Regions from separate parts of the Gossypium hirsutum genome. Here region 2 is linked to region 1. A link is a contact called in public Hi-C data. All regions are on one chromosome and are shown on one strand. The core of a region is the stretch at or near the end of the contact, and the rest is flanking DNA. Distances in the headings are between cores, read along the strand shown.

Evidence for each region. A called contact is a pair of places that touch in the nucleus more often than the background predicts.
Region 2: a Hi-C map of leaf shows a contact between it and region 1, with 4 times the contacts expected there. The contact joins two enhancer-like sites. A contact is called at or near these places in 5 of 34 Hi-C or Micro-C datasets (hypocotyl and leaf).

What each region holds. Positions count from the first base shown.
Region 1 is chrA07:31,162,994-31,165,939 of Gossypium_hirsutum_v2.1, forward strand. No RefSeq gene overlaps it. Among protein-coding and RNA genes, the nearest start is that of LOC107952940, 37 kb to the right of the region's middle. Within about 2 kb of position 1,523, at least 7 of the 9 cell types and tissues checked have an H3K27ac peak or open chromatin away from gene starts, as enhancers often do. A contact at or near this core is called in hypocotyl and leaf, where this site is marked.
Region 2 is chrA07:31,249,953-31,252,898 of Gossypium_hirsutum_v2.1, forward strand. No RefSeq gene overlaps it. Among protein-coding and RNA genes, the nearest start is that of LOC107952939, 8.0 kb to the right of the region's middle. Within about 2 kb of position 1,474, at least 3 of the 9 cell types and tissues checked have an H3K27ac peak or open chromatin away from gene starts, as enhancers often do. A contact at or near this core is called in hypocotyl and leaf, where this site is marked.

The DNA of each region.
Region 1 (2,946 bases), core at 273-2,772:
TTAGATAGGTTTGAGGTCTGATCTATTTTATTATTTTTAAAAATAAAAAAATAAAAAAATAGTTTTATATTATTATTTTTATATTTAATTATAAAATATAAAGGCGTGTTTTATAAATTAAAAATTTAAGTACTGAAAAATTAAGTATTGAATTTATATTAGAAATTTATTTGATAAATTAGTAAATATAAGTATAGAATATAATTTTGTTATTTGAAAAAAGTAAATATTAATTTTTGAAAATTATTTATTTTTAATTTTAATTTTATTAATATAATGTTTTATATTGTTTTGAATAGTTTTGGATGAAAGATAAATATGGTAATTTGAATATTTTATTTTTAAAAATATATAATTTATTTCAATTTTTAATAAAATAAAATCGAGTTAATTTTTTACATTAAGTGATAAATAACTAATTACCTCCTTTATCTTATTCAAATTTTTTTATTGTAAATTTTATATTAAATAAAAGTTAAAATGATTAAAAAAATTTTAATGATTTATTAAATACACCTTAAATAAATTTATTAAATTATTTTTTCAAATGGTAAAACGATGGTGCGAAAATCGAATGTGGGTTCCAACAAAACACTTGTCATTTTGAAACGGTCGGTGCGGACTTTTATTTTGTTTGATGAATTTGGTTAGTAAGTACATGAAAGAGTAGTTACCAATGTAATTTTCTTTTCTTTCTTTTTTTATTAAATATGTTTAAGATTTTATTTGCAAATAACATGATAACTTTGTGAAAAACAAATATGAAAGTCAAGAAACACATAAAACATTAGATTTTAAAAAAGAAAAAGAAAAATGTAGGTAATTTGATGAAGAAAGCAACGTCCAAGGAGCCGCTGGCCTTTGGTTGCTATTGCAGTGGCATTTGAGTGTGCGCTTCGCCTCCCATGACACCCAACCTCAAACTACTAACCTATTATATAAAAACAGAAATAACACTTGAAGATGTCCCCAATTCTGATTGTTGTGTGATAATAACAATCAATTTGTAGGGCATTCATAAAAAATTGAAGTTTCATTACCCGTAGTTATTATTGATAAAAAAAAGCAATGGGTTGAGTAGTAAAATTTGATAAGTTGATTCAACCGCGGAGACTATTCAGACTTCAAATCCGAGGTTTATTAATTGGCGTTTGGGCGACAATTCCAGGTCAACTGCTAAACCAGCCAAATGCGTCAAAAAGGGATTGCTTTGCTTAATATTAGTATGTAGGAACTTTCCCCAAGAAGTCAATGGCTTTAATTGTATAAGACCTCTCAACATGTGGGTCATGCCAGAAACAAGAGAAGGGTGAAATTCCCTCAACCTCATCAAATTGAATATTTAAATACAAGGTGTCCCCATAATATTTGTTGGATCATTTGCTGGCAGATTCTTTGAAGGCAGGCAAATTTGTCCTATTTTTGTGTTTAAGCTAAAAAAATGATAAAGCATTGCAGGGCCCAAACTAGGAAATGACAGGTCCATGACCAGGAGGCCCAATGTGTAAGCACTTCAAAAATGAAGTGACTGTTCTGATAATAATTATCAAAGTTGCCTTCTTTCTATTTGGGACTCCGTCTACAACCTTCTTTCTCATACTCAAACCAGGTTTTTGGGTAAACCAAATCATAGCAAGTAAGATGCATAGGCTTCAAAATCGTCCTTTACATGGTGGGTATTCAAAAATAAAATATAAATGCAATAAAAATATTATGAAGGTATTTATACTAAGAGTTGAATTATATTTTGTCTCATTTATTTAAAAAAAATAGATGAATTAATTTTTGTACATTAGATCAAAAAATAAATTACTCATTCTATTAAAAATTTTATCTATTTTTATTGTTAAAAATTAATCTTCGTACATTAGAATAAGGTACACATGTAACTTTCTGGTTATTTTATCAGTCACTAACTTTTAATGGTAGAAATGAATGAAATGTTTAACAAAGAAAAATAAATCAATTTACTTTTTAATCAATCTATGATTTATATTTTTCACCAGATTCGCAGATCATTACGTGATACTTCTTATTTGTTTACATCCTGATTTCAGTTTCCTTTGCTATGGGGTCGTGATTTGATATTTTGAGAAAAGATGTAAGAAGAGTGATGTTTTTGCTCCAAGTCTTGGATAATGAATATACTAATTCACCGCAATTAGCCCAAATCAACAATTCTTCCAAAACCAAGATTTGCTTTAGACGGAGCCCATAAGCAGTTCTTCTCTATTTCTTTTTAGGGTAAACTACATTGGTCACCTAACTATATATATAAGTTTTCATTTTCTAATTTCCACATAATTTTCTTGTTAAGTGAAATGGCGTGTTTTACACCAATAAGAACCATCTCTTCAGCTTCTTTCTCCTTTACCCTCTACTACTCTCTTCAAAGTTAATTGAAAGGTTAAACTAAACCCAGAATCTAACATCCACAAATTTCAAGCCATCGTACCCCCACCACAAGTCGCTCCAAAACTTTGACCCGTAGTAATTTTCACCTAAACTCTTCAAATCCAACCTCTGTTTCAAAGTTATTTTATGCCTAAGTACTCGAAAAGACTAGAAGGAAAACATAAGTTGTGATATAATGATAATTATTGTAAGAGTGCGTGTGCTTGTTTCTAAATTCAAAAAAATCCTGCAGAGAACAATGAAATATTGATAGAAGAACAAGAAAGTCTAAGACAAAAAAAAAATGGAACTTTATAATATTAGTCTAAAATATGATTTGGTGTTTTTTTTTTGTTTTTTTTTCTTCACTATAAATGCATTTTTTTTCTTCGACAACTTCTTTACAAATTTTTCTATTTATGAGCATTAAAGGAGTTAAACGAAACTCCTCTCTTTGAGTCAAAAGCAAATAACTTGAGGTGAAGATTACTTACTACATTCAATACTATAGTAAATGATATCTCCAAGTTAGCTTAGCAATGAAACTTTTGA
Region 2 (2,946 bases), core at 224-2,723, 87 kb after region 1:
AATACATTTTTAAAATATATAAAAAATTAATTTCACAAATATATATCTAAAGTTAAAAAAATATTTTAAAAATAATAATTAAAATTTTAAAAAAGTATTATAAAACATTTTAAATATACATTACAAATTTTTTAAAGTTAATAATAAAAAATAAACAAAATAAACAAAATGAAATAAGAAAAAAAATAAAAAAAGTAAAAAAATAAAAAGAATTTATTAAGGAACAAAATAAAAAAGTAAAAATAAAAGAATATGAAAATAAAAGAAAAAAACAAAAGAAATATGAAAATAAAAGAAAAAGAAAACATGTCAGGCGAAAAGGTGGTGGCGCCATTTAGAATGGCTCCATCCGAAAATGGTAAATTTATTTTTAAGTCTTCCGTTTTTTCAAAACTTTAAGTATTTTTCTGATATTTTATACTGGTGGCGCCATGTTGATTTCCCTGGTATTTTATATTGGTGGCGCCATTTAACATGGCTCCACCAAAAAATAATTTTTTAACACCCCTTGTTGACGTGGCACTGTGGTGGCGCCATATCATATGGCTCCACCACTTTTTACTGTAGAAAATGGGTTATTTTTATATTTAATTAAAAAGGTAAGTTATTTTAATAATTAATTTATTTTTTGGATTAGTTTAATAAAAAAGCCATGCTTTCAGCCTCCAACCGTAAGGATAATTTCAAATTATGCGGATTGTTTTGTCGGAAAGTTGGATGAGATGTAATGTATTTTACTGTATGGTACAATCAAAAGTTTTGTCCATTTACAATCATGTTTTACCTTTTAACTGTGTACGTAGTTTTGGCTTAAAGTTGCATGAAAAAACAACAACAAAGAAATCCTTTCTTTTGTTTGTTTTTGTCCCTTTTCGTAGGAAACAGAGAAGGTACATGTATGTATACCAAATAGGGCAAACAAAATTGGAATCCAAATTGCAGCTGAGACAGGACCCGATGTTTCAGATCGTCAATACAAACTTCTGTTGTATTAAGCACAAAATGTTTATTCATGATTCACAACAGCTGTTAAATGTTTATTAAGCACAAAATGTTTATTCATGATTTCTTCTCATATTTTGGTGTCAATATCAATCATGGTCTTTGGCGCTGTTTTTGAATTTATGCAACTGATTTCATCTTTAGAAATTTTTTTAGGGGCTGAAATTATAATTAAATTAGTAAAAATATAATTTCATCATTTTAATATTCATATCTTTATAATTATTAAATGATTAAATTAAATTTTTATTATTTTTAATAAGATTAAAATATAATTTTATTTTTACTAAATTTAAATTTTTATAAAATTTAAAAGTATCTAAATGAAAATTTCCATTTTGGGGCCTGCCAGCCCCGGGTACGCCCCTGCTAGCCGACATGAAAGTTTTCATCTAAGGAAGCTGGAAGATTCATGTTCCAAATATAGTTCTCTTTTCCACAAGGAATTTGTTGCCCCTGAACTGACGTTGATGGCCCCAATAAGCTGCACATTATGGATACTGATTCTGTGCTATTCAAAAGTTGGGCTGTATGACAGGCTCAAAACTGCTAAGCAAGTGATATGGATTTTTTTAATTAAGGTTTGATCCCAATACTCTTTTAAAATATAAAATTTAGTCAGGTACTTTTTAATTCTAAAACATTGAGTCCATGTATTTTTTTTATTTAAAAATCTTGTCCCTGAGCTAATTCCCGTCCAATTTTTCTGTTAGTTGTTGACATGGATCTCTAAAAAGGGTAAAATAGCTTTTTTAGCCCATAATATTTTTAATTTTTGTTAATTTGACCCTTATTCTTTATAAGTACATAATAAGTCTACAGAGATTTTTAAAAAGCATTTTTTTTCATTTTTTCCATAGCAATCCTAAAAATTATTAAAAATAAAAACTCTTTAAAATTTTAAAAAATAAAAATAAAGAATTTAATTACTAGAGTCCTTTATTCTTCGGTTTTTGCTTTCAATTTGAAACACAAAATAGGAACAATTTTGCCATTTCTTGTACTAAAAGTAATTAAAATCCAAGCTTAAAAACATAAAGAAACTAAGACACAACTACATTGGTAATGTGCTTAATCGACATATCTTTATTATTTATTTTAATTAATTTTGGATATAAATTCTACTTAATTTGGCACTTGATTGATCATTTTCTATATAAGTACAGTTATTGCTTGATGTGTTGGGAAATGAACGGATAAATGAATTGCATGAAAATTTTGGCACAAGAGCTTAAGTTGATGCACAAAAGGAAGAGCCTAAGATTATTATTATATTTCTATTATTTCCATTAACACTTATTTTTTACTAAATTATCAAATTCAGGTAGGATTAGTTAGGGTTTTAGGTTTTTAGGGTTAGGGTTTATGATTTTAAATTGATTAAAATTTTAACTTAATAATTGTAATAATTGAATTTGATATTTAAAATATTCGTATTTACACCAATCGTATATTATTTTTGATTAAATATCGAAACTTGGAGAATTAAAAAATAATTTTGACGAGATGGGTTCTGAAAAATATCCTGAGAATCCCGTGATATTTGAAACGTTTCTGAAAAAAATGCTCCGGATAGTTTAGGAACCCGGGCCATACAATGCTGTCATTTCCACATCGAAAGGACTATGCAAACTAGAAAACAAATATCAATTCCATTATAATATGTAAACATGTGGTTTTGTGAAATAATAACAAATATCATCATGTTGTGAAATCATAACAAATTACAACATTAATTTTGTGAAATGATAACAAATATCAACTACCATTTTCTTAGATACAATGTTAATTTTGTAAAATGATAATAAAGATCATCGATACAATATAAAATTAATCTGTGCATATGTCGGTTAGAATCGGTGCCACATCGGGGTGATCAACAGTTACGCGCTGGATTCCTTCTTAATTTAGCTTCCGGGTAGGGTTGTGGTTGTAGAGATTGTG